Regions from separate parts of the Mus musculus genome. Here region 2 is linked to region 1. A link is a contact called in public promoter capture Hi-C data. All regions are on one chromosome and are shown on one strand. The core of a region is the stretch at or near the end of the contact, and the rest is flanking DNA. Distances in the headings are between cores, read along the strand shown.

Evidence for each region. Promoter capture Hi-C pulls out the DNA fragments that hold promoters and counts their contacts.
Region 2: a contact with region 1 is called in a promoter capture Hi-C map of embryonic stem cells, with 2.3 times the contacts expected there. The contact joins the promoter of Pglyrp3 here to the enhancer-like site in region 1. A contact is called at or near these places in 8 of 39 promoter capture datasets (the HPC-7 cell line, cranial neural crest, embryonic stem cells and 4 more), 2 of 115 datasets of contacts at active chromatin or transcription factors (both in embryonic stem cells) and 2 of 9 other capture datasets (adipose tissue and liver).

The regions. Positions count from the first base shown.
Region 1 is chr3:91,962,310-91,969,598 of GRCm38.p6, reverse strand. No RefSeq gene overlaps it. Among named protein-coding and RNA genes, the nearest start is that of Pglyrp3, 49 kb to the left of the region's middle. Within about 2 kb of position 4,803, at least 8 of the 459 cell types and tissues checked have an H3K27ac peak or open chromatin away from gene starts, as enhancers often do. A contact at or near this core is called in embryonic stem cells, where this site is marked.
Region 2 is chr3:92,010,221-92,017,509 of GRCm38.p6, reverse strand. Pglyrp3 (peptidoglycan recognition protein 3) reads right to left here and starts at 2,927. Exons shown (of 7, transcript NM_207247.4): 1 at 2,808-2,927. The coding sequence starts at 2,883.

The sequences.
Region 1 (7,289 bases), core at 3,554-6,053:
TGTAAATGGAACACCTAGGACTGCATGGCAGATTCTTTGCCTATTGTAGGCCAGCACCTGGCTAAGAAATATTAGGAACACTTATACATTTCAGGGGCTATGTAACTGTGAAGATGTTGATGCCAGTCTACTGCACAGTTACCTTGTATAATCTCCACAAATTGCTAGTACCTTTTAGGAGTTCTGGGATGATGGCAGGTCTTCTACACTTGTCAAGTGTAACTATTTCTGAAATGCATATGAAAGAGTTATAGGAAAACTCAACAAACATTCTCATTTGTAGTAGTATAATTTTGTGGTTGTCATTCATACAGTGATGGCATAAAACCAACTTGTGGCTTAATTTTTTAGATGAGTGTACAGGGCCTTACACTTTGTGATGAATTAAGGCAGATTGGGCATCATCCCTTTCAGTGCAGTGCACTAAGAATATGAGGCACATCCAAGTGAGTTCCTTATTCTCCTATATACATGAAGAATGCTAAGGGCATTTAATATCAAGCAAAAATGTTGATAACACCTAGCTTAGTTCACTCCTTGGTCTCCCCCTTTTGCCAAGCCTGTTGTAAGGACTCCTAACATTTTTTAAAATTAAGTTTCATAGAGATCTGTGCAAGTATATGCACAAAAGTTTTCAACATGTTCATAAAATTTCTCAAATAATAGGGTCAAAAACTATACCTCATACCTACTGAAGTGGTCCAATTCAAGATACTCTGTTTGGAACCTTATTTCTGGTTATTTTCTGGTATGTGGTGGATAGTCATCACATGGAACAGAGAGATACGATACAGAATTTTGCCAGGTCTGCATATCCAGGAATCTTTGCTGATTCTAAAGGCAGAAATGAATGGTTTGCTCATGTAAAATATGAAACGTGAATACCATGTGCTGCCAATTAAAATCACCAGATTTCCCCAAATATGAAACTGCAGAGGATATTTTAGAATATTGGAAAACAGACTTCTCCTTAGTTTTGTAAGGGTATTTACATGGGTATTTACAGATGGACTATTTTAGCCACACAGCTTAAAATTTGATTCTATGAAAGCTTCCTTTTGATGTGATAAGGTATATCACATCAAAAATATAGTAGGTCTGATTCATTCAGGATACTGCCATTTGCTCCCAACAAAGTGAGTTCTTCACATTGGTGCAATCATCATTTAAAATAAATATATGAGAAATAGTTAAAGTCTTTTGCTTCAGAAATCACGAATATTTTTCATCAAGCATAATAGAGGCAAGGATCGACTTGCCCAATACAGAAGCCCTGCTAACCCATTAAATAAAGGACAACAAACAAATCAAGGTTAATAAATAAAGCTACCTCCTGAACAATATTACAACTAATGCAAATCCTTGTGAGCAAGATGTTTCGTCTTGGTTACCTAATGATGACGCTTTCCCAACCCTGTGTGTTCATTATATATGCCATGCTCCAGAATTTTCATACCGTGCAGCTTACCTTCGAAAGCTTAATACATCCCCAATCTTGCAGACTGCTGAACTAATGGCATTTCTCTCTCTCTATAGTCTCAAACACTCAGCTGTCATGACAGGCTAATGTAGAAATTTTAAATCATGACTTAAAATTTCTAACCCACGTTTGACCTTGAAGTTTTGGATTAAAGATATACATAACAATTATATAAGCCCTAAAGAGTATAACAGCTGGGCAGATTTCTACTGCTCTATGTTATTAGAATCCATTTTTCTATTGATAACCCCAAATTATTATTTATATATTTTTGCTTTATTTGGACTGCTCTTAGCTCCAATCATCCTAGCTTCAGGATGATATTTTTATGGTTCATCTAACCAATGGTGTCTTCTCTTACCCTTTGACCTTCTTCTTCTTCTTCTCTATTGTGTCCTTACTCTGATGACCTCCTATCCAGGAATCTAAACCCTGCGCATGTCTCATATCTCATCAGACTTTTGAGCTTCACTTTTGAGAAGTCTTTTGTAATTTTGATCATGCTGCCTTCATATATTACTTGGTCTTTTCCCCTTACAGCTTTTAATATTCTTTCTTTTTTCTGTACATCATTATCATCATTGTTATTATTGTCATCATTATTACTATTATTAATATATTATGGGATAAATTTCTTTTCTGGTACAATCTATTTGGTTTTCTATATGATCTTTGTACATTTATGGCCAACTCTTTCTTTAGGATACTGAAGTTTTCTCCTATGGTATTGTTGAAGATGTATTCTGGCCCTTTGAACAGGTGATATTCATCTTCTTCTGTTCCTATTATTCTTAGGTTTAGTATTTTCATTGTGTCCCAAAGGTTCTGGGTATTTTCCATTAAGAACTTTTTAGACATTGTATCCTCTTTGACCGATGTGTTGATATCTTCTATGGTATCTTTTATGCTTGGCATTCTCTCTTCCATCTCTTGTATTTTCTTGGTGAGGCTTGCATGTGTAGGTCCTGATCTTTTCCTAGGTTTTCCATCTCCAGCATTGTCACCATTTGTGATTTCATTATTGTTTCTATTTCCATTCTTAGGCCTTGGACCACTTTGTTGATCCTACACCTCTGTGATTATACTTTCCTGTCTTTCTTTAATGGAATTATTTGCATCCTTTTTGAAGGCCTTAATAATTTTCGTGAGATGGGATTTTGGGACATAATCTGCGTCTTTGGATATGTTAGGGTATCTCAGGCTTGTTGTGGTAGGAAAAAAATTGGTTATAAAAGTGTCTAGTTATACTGACTTCTCTTGGTTATGTTCTTGTGCTGGCCTTTTGCCATCTGATTATCTCTGATGTTAACTTGCTTAGACTAGAGCAGACCTCCTTGGAGGCAGGTAGAGATATGTGAACTGGGTTAGAGCAGACCTCCTCGGAGTCAGGCAGTGCTGTCTCTGGTTAGGACAGGTCTCCTGTGTCCTTGATTAGAACAGGCATCTTGTGTCCCAGTATCCATGTGTTCTTAATTCCAGGAAACTTACTGTGAGATAGGTAAGGTGTTGCATGGTGGGTTGGCAAGCATGTTAGTTTGCCCCAGGTTCAGGTGGAGGTACAGGCTGGAAGGACAATGGGACTTGGGCAGGGCGGAAATAGACCCTATATCTACTGGGCTCTGTGGGGGCCTAGCTTGCTTGGGTACTGGTGCAGGGATCACAACTATTTTCCTGATTATGCAGATCGCCTGGAATACAGGTAGGGTATATTATCTGGGGAGAGGCAAGCTTGAGTATTTGCCATGGGTTCAATTGGAAGTAGAGACTGGTATTGGGAAGATGCTCAGGCAGAGCTGGACAGAGCAAGGTACTACTGTGTTACATATCATATGGATACCATTCTCCCCAGGTTGTGCAGGTTATCATGTTGTATTTGAGAAAACATGTACAGAGACATAGACATATTTTGCTTGCATCTTCCAGTCTATAGTAATATCTAGTTTTCAAAGGTCATTTCATTCTGTCCATCAGAGATGAATCCCTGAATGAAATGGTCTCGAGACCTAAATTCAAACATTTAGGACATTACAGAGCTAAGGGTTTTGCGTCATTTTTATATAGGTAAAACTATGCTTGCAGAAATCAAACAGGATTGTGGTTTAAGTTGTATCAATCTGTGGTATTTATCAGTTATGTGTAAAAATAGAGGGTAGACGAGAATATCTGTATGTATGTTTATTGTTCCAAAAAGAGAAGCAATCACATATGTGCTGACATGTTAATAACACAGAGAATCTAAAGACCTGGATGGAATAGGTAAATGTTGTTGGGTGAGTAGATTACTTTATTAATTTGGTGTATGTAACTAATTCTAGTAGGATGGAGATAGCTATAAAGTGAGAGTTAGTGACAATGCTAACTGGAAAGTTTCAGGTACCCAGACCTTCACACCTTTATCAAATTCTTTATTTTGGGCGCGTAGTAATTAATATTAAAAACAGCTTGAGATACTCCCATGCACACAGCCTTAAGACACCGTGTTTTATCTGTGAAATAAGTAAAAGCATTAATTGTACAGAAACTGCCAATGTTAGAAAAGAGAATACATTAAGTATGTTTCAAAAATGGAAACTGTTTTCTGGAAGGATAAAAGATATATATATATATATATATATATATATATATATATATATATATATAATCTGAATTTGAAATTTGTCATGGAAAGTATTTTTTTCTTAAATCAATTTCATTTCTCATTAACATATTATGTGAAAAAGCTAATAGGTTTGAATTTCAACTTTTTATATATTGTATCCCCACAGACTGTCAGAAGCCATCTTACTGAGGCTAGGCCTAGTAAGTAACTTTTCTGGAGATAGCACACCATTTTGCATGGCCTGTAAATTTTAAGATCTGATAGGCAATGTCCTAAGAGGCTTCATCCCATAATGGCTTCTTGCTGCTGACATGCATTTTCCTGTTATTATTACATAGCCTTATGACTCCTGGGCATTAGGCTACCCTAAACAATTTAGCAGATTTTCTGCAGATTAGTATAATGATATACTGTCATGTAAAAATACTGTGTAGACATATTTTTAATTTCACAAGTACTCATAAGTATTTTATAGATTTTCATAGTTTATACAAGTAATATCAAGCTCTCTGTAGAGTAATAGTGACAAATATAGCTCTGTAATACTTTATGTGTCAAACTGAAATTACAATAAGCAATATAAATTAGGCTTGTAACTGTTGTATGCTGGCCTGCGGCCTACATGAACCGGGTACACCTCGGAGGCAGGCTAGGGCTAAAAGAGACTTAGACTGCAAGAGAAGATAATGAAGCCAAGACAAAGGTTCTGATCAAGGCCTTTGATAGGATAGGATGTGCCTCAGAAATATCTCAGGGGCCTCTCAGCAGGTAGCAGTGTCTTGGAGGAGAACAGCGGCAGGTGACAGAACAATAGAGCCATCTAGGTCTGAAGGCTCCACCCCAGGTGGTCTCATTTTCAGTGGCAGCAAGGTTTGCATCAGCCCGCTTCAGGCTGGGGGGAGGCTACAATTTCCCCCCTGATTATATAATAAAAATAGCTGGACCGAGACATAAAATTTATTTATGCTCCATAGTCCTGCCTGGGAGTTATGGTGGCTGGCGGCTGCGCCTGTTTTAGGAAATCTCAGATTTTCCTGAGCCATTCTTATCTGTCAAGGAGAACATATGCGGCTTGTTTGTGTTTATTTTGCACAAACATGGCTCTGTGGTGTATTATTAACAAACCACGGCCTCTTGGCATATTCCTCTGCGTTAGATTGATATGGCTCCGAAATCTGGTTGCCCGTCATTGACTGTCCGACCCTCATAGCACACCTTATTCCCAAATCAGACCAAAGCCACAATGTATACTGAATATGCTTCTTCATATTGATGAATTTCTGCCACCTGTGCTTGCTGGAGGCAAGGCTGCACACTTGCTGAAATCAGGCTATAAGATGTTGACTGACCTGCTTGAAAAACAAAGTTGAGATAGTGAAAAGCAACTGGATAAAAGCTTCTTTGGGGGAAGTTCAGGTACTCTATTCAGTTGCAAATTAGCAACAATCAAGCTCAGAATCTTGCCTAGCAGTTTGGGGGAAGTGACTTTGAGAATCAACAGAAAGGCTGTTTCTCATGTAAATAGGATAAGCTCCAAGTTAACTTTGCTAGGTAATTAAGATTTTTAGCTATCTTCAATAGGAATCTCTAATATTGGAATTATTACTAGTCCAGTCCAAGATTGAGTTAGAATAACTGGTCACATTGAAGGAAAGAGAAGAATCATTATAACTCTTTCTTATGACTAATCTTTCTAAGTCAGATTCCATGGTCTCTAATGGTCTATGTCCCATAAGGTTAAAAAGCTTAAAGCAAGCCACCTTAGCTTGCCCAATCTGGGACAAAGGCAAGCAAAGGTGGGTCAAAAACATATACCCAATTCAGCTTTGTTGTCACCACAGTCAGGGCACTTAGCGAACTCACAGGTCAGCTTGTCACATGAATCATTCTGACAGTTGTCATGCTTCTGCAGCATTCTGTTGAGAGAACCTAAGCTTTCCCCTTTCCCCAATAGGGTAGCTGTTCAGGATCAAGCCATATGCCAATAACTAGATCCTTTTCATCTCACCTAGACATGATTATGTCTAGTTTTAAGATATTATAAGGCATTTATTAAGTTCTTTGACATCCAAATTTCAAAATTCTTAAAGTAAAATTATGATGTAAATATTTAATGTGCACAGGGATATAATTCCTCCCCTTCTTTGTTTTTTAAGTAGCTATAGTTTAATACCTTGTCTTTGAGCATTATTAAATTGTTGATAAAACATCTCAAATACTTGACTGTTATAATCAGTTTTAATATAACATGGGCAGTGACTAATTACACTTTCAGTTGTTTCTCTTGAACTTGTAACTAGAAGGCTTGAAAAGTTATTAATAGTCACATGTGCATAATTTATTTATTAATCAGAAATAAGAGCATTCACTTGCAGCAATTGATTAAGTATAAGTTCTCAAGAACTAACACAATTATGTGGAAACAGGTAGAATCTGAGGACACCAAGAACAATTTATTTTTTTAAATTGACATGCACATTCTCTAAAATTACCAAAATATTATCTTAAGCCATTACTATTTTGATTATATAAAGAACGAGTTTATTCTTTTTTTTTTTTTTTTTTTTTAAACAATCTTTTTTTTTTTTTTTTTTTAGATTTATTTATTTATTTATTTATTATATGTAAGTACACTGCAGCTGTCCTCAGACACTCCAGAAGAGGGAGTCAGATTTCGTTACGGATGGTTGTGAGCCACCATGTGGTTGCTGGGATTTGAACTCCTGACCTTCGGAAGAGCAGTCGGGTGCTCTTACCCACTGAGCCATCTCACCAGCCCGAGTTTATTCTTATATAAGGCCTGTAATCTGCCTGAGATATAAATCTAGCATGGCATTGCCTTGAGGGGTCTAGAACAAATTCTTAAATGTCCAAAAAGAGTCTTCTAAAAAGAACAACTTTTTTTATGGGTTGTATAGGCATGAATAATTGCAAATTTGAGAATTTATAGTACCTGAGGATGAACAATTTTAAGCAATTGTAAGCTCTGAGATATAATCTTGACAATTAATATATAAATTAAAGCTTGATTATTCAACATTTTAAAACACCATCTACAGCACACAATTTAATTATCTGTGTTGAAGCAGGAGGAAACTCAAAAGAATAAGCGTGTGATCCAATTTACATGTACTTTTCTCCCATAGAAGGGCTGTTTTTAAACACAGTAAATGAGATACATGCATGAATGAATTTATAGAAGGTACAAAA
Region 2 (7,289 bases), core at 1,678-4,177, 50 kb before region 1:
TGACAGACAAGTAGACCAATGGAATAGAATTGAAGACCCAGAAATGAACCCACACACCTATGGTCACTTGATCTTCGACAAGGGAGCTAAAACCATCCAGTGGAAGAAAGATAGCGTTTTCAACAAATGGTGCTGGCACAACTGGTTGTTATCATGTAGAAGAATGCAAATCGACCCATTCCTCTCTCCTTGTACTAAGGTCAAATCTAAGTGGATCAAGGAACTTCACATAAAACCAGAGACACTGAAACTTATAGAGGAGAAAGTGGGGAAAAGCCTCGAAGATATGGGCACAGGGAAAAAATTTCTGAATAGAACCACAATGGCTTGTGCTGTTAGATCGAGGATTGACAAATGGGACCTCATGAAACTGCAAAGCTTCTGCAAGGTAAAGACACCGTCAATAAGACAAAAAGACCTTCAACAGATTGGGAAAGGATCTTTACCTATCTTAAATTAGATAGGGGACTAATATCCAATATATATAAAGAACTCAAAAGGGTGTACTTCAGAAAATCAAATAACCCCATTAAAAGATGGGGCTCAGAGCTGAACAAAGAATTCTCACCCGAGGAATACCGAAAGGCTGAGAAGCACTTGAGAAAATGTTCAACATCCTTAGTCATCAGGGAAATGCAAATCAAAACAACCCTGAGATTCCATCTCACACTAGTCAGAATGGCTAAGATCAAAAATTCAGGTGACAGCAGATGCTGGCAAGGATGTGGAGAAAGAGGAATACTCCTCCATTGTTGGTGGGATTGCAAGCTCGGGAAATCAGTCTGGCAGTTCCTCAGAAAATTGGAAATAGTACTACCGGAGGATCCCGCAATACCTCTCCTGGGCATATATCCAGAAGATGTCCCAATTGATAAGAAGGACACATGCTCCACTATGTTCATAGCAACCTTATTTATAATAGCCAGAAGCTGGAAAGAACCCAGATGCCCTCAACAGAGGAATGGATACAAAAAATGTGGTACATTTACACAATGGAGTACTAATCAGCAATTAAAAAGAATGAATTTATGAAATTTCTAGGCAAATGGTTGGACCTGGAGGGCATCATCCTGAGTGAGGTAACCCAATCACAAAAGAACTCAAATGAAATGTACTCACTGATAAGCAGATATTAGCCCAGAAACTTAGTATATCGAGATATAAGGTACAATATGCAAAACACATGAAACTGAAGAAGAACGAAGACCAAAGTGTGGACACTTTGCCCCTTCTTAGAATTGGAAACAATCACCCATGGAAGGAGTTACAGAGACAAAGTTTGGAGCTGAGACAAAAGGATGGACCATCTAGAGACTGCCATATCCAGGGATCCATCCCATAATTAGCCTCCAAACGATGACACCATTGTATACACTAGCAAGCCTTTGTTGCAAGGAGCGTGATATAGCTGTCTCTTGTGAGACTAGGCCAGGGCCTAGCAAACACAGAAGTGGATGCTCACAGTTAACAATTGGATGGATCACAGGGCCCCCAATGGAGGAGCTAGAGAAAGTATCCAAGGAGCTAAAGAGATCAGCAACCCTATCAGTGGAACAACATTATGAACTAACCAGTACCCCGGAGCTCTTGACTCTAGCTGCTAAAAAATGGGAATGGTGGGTAGGGTAGTTGGGGGGGAGGGTGTGGGGGTCTTTTGGGGTAGCATTGGAAATGTAATTGAGGAAAATATGTAATAAGAAAAAAGAAAAAAGAAAAAAAAAGATACATGGGACCTGCCACAAGTAAAACAAGATGAAATGAACCATTTAAGCAGATCTATAACAAACAATATTAAAACATCAATAAAAAGTTTCTCAATTAAAATTAAAAAAAGAGTAGAAGGCCAAGAAATAGCTACATTATGGCAGATAATGTGAAAATATGCTAGCAAAAAATTACTAAACTCAGGTCCATTTAATTCAACAGAATTCACTTATATTTACTTCATGTCTAATCACTTTATAAAGGGGTGAAACATTGAGATGTTGTAAAGGCAGCCTTTCCCTGACAATTATTATTTATTTATGAATGTTCACCCTGTGTTAGGTTTAACTATGATGATGATGATGGTGGTGGTGGTGATAACAACGAAGACAAAGACAAAGTGGGGAGACAATTAGAGCTATAAATTACCTCATATTCATTATTTGAACACTGTGTTCAACCTTTATAGTCAAACTGATTAGATGTAGAATAATTGAAGAGACAAAATTCTAAGCATGTCTGTAAGGGACTATCCAGATTGGGTTAGTAACACTGGGAAGATCTGTCCTTAATTTAGGCAGCACATTCCATTAGCTGGGGGACCAGACTGAATAAGAGGGAGTTGAGCACCATCATTCACTACTCATTGCATTCCAGATGTGGAAACAAAGTGACCAAACGCCCTAAGTTCTAGCTACCATGTTTTCAGACCATTCTGGTATATATACATACAAGCGGAGGTATATATAAACATACATCTTGGAGCTGCATGTCAAAATAAAGCCTTTTCTTAAATATTTTGTCACAGAAAAGTAATCAATATAATATCTAATTGAATCATCAATAACAATTCTAAGAAGTGGTTGATGATTATTTAATATTTACTAATTTCACAAAATCAGATAAGAATCACATATTAACTCACGAAAGATGGAAAATCACAACAGCTGGCAGGACTAGAAATTGTCAATTCCAGAGCAGTACAACAAGTGGCAGAGCTGTACATGCTCTAGAAAAGACAATACTGGGAACACTTCTGTCACACAAGAACAGTTATGAGCAATTCAATAAAAGCACTTCTGATAAGAAGAAAGAGAACTTACCACAGGCCAGGAGACTGAGAGCCAAGAAGCCAAGAAGCCTGGGCAACATCTTAGGGTGGTCCCAGGACACCAACATGGAGTCTGACTGGCAGTCCTGGAGGGCACAGGTCCTAGAGAACACTGACAGTTAAAATGACTATGCTAACTGCATGACACTCTGTTTGTTTCCCTACTCTCTAGGTCCCTTCTGAGGGCCAGCACCTGGCTCAGGCTTCTCAGGTCCAACTGGAGATGTCAGTTGTTCCATAGATGTGAGGATCCTATTGTCTGTATCTAGCAGGACCACCTCTCCAGAGCCATATTCTGCAGACCCAGGAGACATCTGTTCGTTGGTGTGAATGTAGCTGATACTGAGCCTTTCACAGTGGACAAATGAAACTATGTTTAAAGTCCTTCAGTAGTAGTAGTAATGACCCTGTATAAATTTCATTTCCCATGCTACAGTTTGTATTTGGCCCTTACAAAAATCCATATAAGACAAAATTCCTGTAAGACTCCTCTTTTTTTTTTTTTTTTTTTTTTTTTTTTTTTTTTTTTGTTTAGAGAAGAATACTCAGAAGCACTAAATAATAAATAGGAACAGGTATGGGCTCCATCACTGAGTTCCACTAGACAACCAGAAGTATGGAAAGCCCTAGAGTTAAGTTCCATATTCTAAGTCACTGAGGAATGATCAGTCAATCTCTACTCTAACATGAAGATAACAACCAGCTATTTCCATTCACTAATCACATTCTGTGGTCCAAATAATGTGTGAGGACTCTATATACTTCACTAAGCCTCAATGTGACCTGTGAGAGCATTAATTCACATACTCAAAATTCCCAGTGGGTATGGACAGAGACTGCCCTTCTTAGCCAGACCTGTCAGATTCTAAGGCCTCTACTGGAAACCCCAATTTCTGCCTTTGTTTCTGATTGTGGATATTCTCAGCAGGGACTAAGGTGTAAAGTACAGGACTATTTTGATGCTCTGTGGATCCGAGAATCTTATCTATTTTTGTAGGCAGGAAAGATCTGCTTACTCACACTTAGTATGAAAATGTCTACTCCCTTGGTTGTGAACTCAGTCATCAACTTTCCTTGGTTGAGAAACAATGCAGGGAATGTTGAAGTAAAATGGCATAGTCATCACCCTGCACTGTTTGAACACACACTTGATACCTACAGATGGAAAATTTTAACATTACAGCTTAAGAATTGAGCATACAAAGGTTTTTAGAACAATAAGCACACATACACATACATAGTCAAACAACACATAAGATTCCATTCATTCAGAAAAATTTACGTTAGCCAACCTCTCCCACCTCAAATGAGCTCATCACAGTGGGTCAGGCAACTCATATATAAGTGAGGGAGATTCAGCCTCTTCATCAGCCAAATCAAAGGCAAGAACCAACTTGCCCATGATAGAAGCCCTGCCAACTGATCTCCCAGAAAAGGATCTGCATCCTGAAAACTACTGGAAATAATTGTCAGTCCTGCTTAACAGGAAATTTGTATCCTGGTCATATGTAACTTTTCTGCATCCCTAACTGTAAGTATTAATGTCACAAGCTATTCCTTGACCTTGTCAAATCTCACACTTGAACTCTGAATAATGAAAACAGGCTCAATCGTGTAGGCCACTGAACTGGTGGCCTTTTTTGCTACTTCTCAACTGCCAACATCTAGCTGACAGGACAGGCTGAAGCCTGGCTTACATTGCTGTCCATCCTCTATACATAAAATAAGAGCTAGGAAGCATTTCAAGGCTTGAAAGACAAGTAAAAAGTTGTGATGAGACAAATCCAAAACCAACAACCTATAAAAGAAGCTAAAAGAGTACTAGTTCCCAATTTCTCTAGACAAATGGAGAACTTTCCTGTTTGGGGGACAGCTTAAAGAAGACAGATAAAGAAAAATTCCCTCACCATATTTATATGATGATCACTGATGGTGTCTAGCTCTTAAGGATAGGATATTTGGAGAACACTCACATTCAGAAATACCTGAGGACTTTGAGATGTCCCAGCCCAGCAAGGTAGATTGAAATCCCTTCTCCCTGTATTATCTGCTGGTTTTCTTCTTTAGTCTTGTCCTTCAGTCCCTGCCTCTTCTCTCTGGTGTCTCCTCTTCCAGCCTTTGTTTGCTGTAACTCTAGAAGGCACTCCCTCCCTGGCTCTCAGTCTTTGCTTCCCAAGGAGAAGCTGACAGGGAGAGGTCTCTCTGACAGGTGTTTAAGGCTCAGTGCTGCCTTAGTACACTGAGATGAACTCAAATGAAATAAGACTGGGGCCTACAGTACCTCGGGAAAACCCTGTGAATAAACCAGGCTCCTCCCTCCTCACTGGGGAAGACCTGCATTGCCACATCCTTTAGAATGTCTATTCAATAGCATCACTCAATAAGACCTGCCAAACTGGACCTTCCACACACCAAGGAAAGTATGTTTCAAGGACCACAGACTGCTACCTAGATGGAAAATAATTCTCAATGATGTAGTCTAGACGTAGAGATGGAAACAGATAAAAAGCATACTTACTGTCATGGTGCTAGGATCAGGTCATAATTTGATTGTATGCATGTTCTGTTTTTGCTTTTGTTTCTGTTTGGTGCTTAAGAGTTTCCTCTCCCGTGACCACAACACAGCCCACAAACACATCAAGACAGTTGCTTCAATGTATTAACCAGCAGAAATGAGCCCTTAACAAAACAAAACAAAACAAAACAAAACAAAACAAAACAAAACAAAACAAACAAACAAACAAAAAAACCTCCTTTAAAAGAAGCCCTCCCTTTGGGCGGCCTGAATTTATAGACCTTATACTTGGAAGACAAGACAATAGGTTTTCCACAGTTTTGGATATGATTATAAGATTGTCAGTTAAAAGGAAATATATAACCTTTGACCTTGAAACCACACCATCAGTTAAGGAATATATCATTTGCAAAGCATTTCCACATGCATCACTGGGTGTCATTAGAGTATACTGTTATCTGTTTCACAATGTCTCTGAGTTTTACCTGCATAAGGGGAACCTTGAATAACTGTGTTAACTTCTGCTAAACATTTAAGGAATCAGAAATCTAGAGAAAGCTTGCCATGGCATAATATTCAAAAGATTTGAAGTCACATATACAAAGGTGAAGGTCTCATTATGGCACTGAACAAACAGGATGCATGATATCTGACACTCTTACTTTCTTTTCTGGGTCTGTTTCCTCAGCTGCCAGATGGAAATGTCAGTATTTACATAATTGAAATATTGCACACAGAGTGTGTGCCAACAGAGAGGACTCCACAAAGCTGTTTAGCCCATGAAGGGGCTTCTAGTGGGATGTTGCCTCTGTGGCTGTGCTCCTGTTGATTTCAATCTCAGGTATGCTTCCTTCTGTCATCCCCCTACCTTATCTCCATCCCCAGCCTGAAGCAGGCTGAGCCAGACCTTGACTTCACTGCCACTAAGGAGATTACCTAGGGTGGAGCCTTCCTCCCTAGATCACTCTATTGTTCAGCCACTGCCTCTGTTACCCTTCAAGATACTGTTACCTGCTGGGAGGCTGTTGAGCTATTCCAGAGACTACACCCTATCCTACACATTGTCACCTGCAACTGGGCTCCAAAATGAATTTGTGGAAATGGGCCTCCTTTATCCCATCCCATGGGATTCAGTTATTCATGGGTGCGAGGGGGACCTCAAACATGGAAGGAGATGGGAGGAAGAAAAAGAGAAATAGGAGACCAGGAAGGGTACCTATCGAGGTCTCATTTATTAGGCTGAGGTGCCTTCTTTTTAAAGCATACATCTTGGGGAATATGGGAGGGGTCGAGGGAGAATTATACAAAGAACAAAGAAGTGGGCATCTGCTGACATGGGGGCTGAAGTCAGACGCCAGTCAGCGGGCACTTTGCACCTTATCTCCGGAACGTCGATCCTCCTTGACAGCCTTGGGTGTCAGGCTGGGCTTAGGCTTAACTCATGTCCTTGGATGTCATGGGAACTCGGGAAGAGATAGGGAAGAGGGGACTGTAATTCAGCTTTTACAGCCTCAGGTGCCAGGAAGGGAATAGGGAGGAAGGGGGTGATAACCAGCTCTTAGCACGAGGCCATTTGGCCTGTTAGGGAGATTGTGAAGGGCTCACTTTCTCACGGGATGGTCTCTGACACTCCTCCACCTTTATAAGCGCATTTGCCATTAAACATTTGAGCTTTGATAGGAATCTTGACTTAGCTTCATTTTTCTCTCGACCTCCTAGTTCCCCTCTCTTTTCAGCCCTGGCTTGCCTCCCAGGTGTACCCAGTTTCTTGTGAGCCTCAGGTCAGTTTCCAACATAATACTATGTTAGAGGAAGTTTTTCTAGGATTTTTTTCAAGTTATATTCTTTTTATAGGATGTGCAGAACAGGTTTTTCCTTCTTGTTTACTTACAAGGCTTTAGTTAAAGGAGGGGAATCAAATGTCTTCTAGCATTTTCCTAATGTGTCCACTTTTAGTTT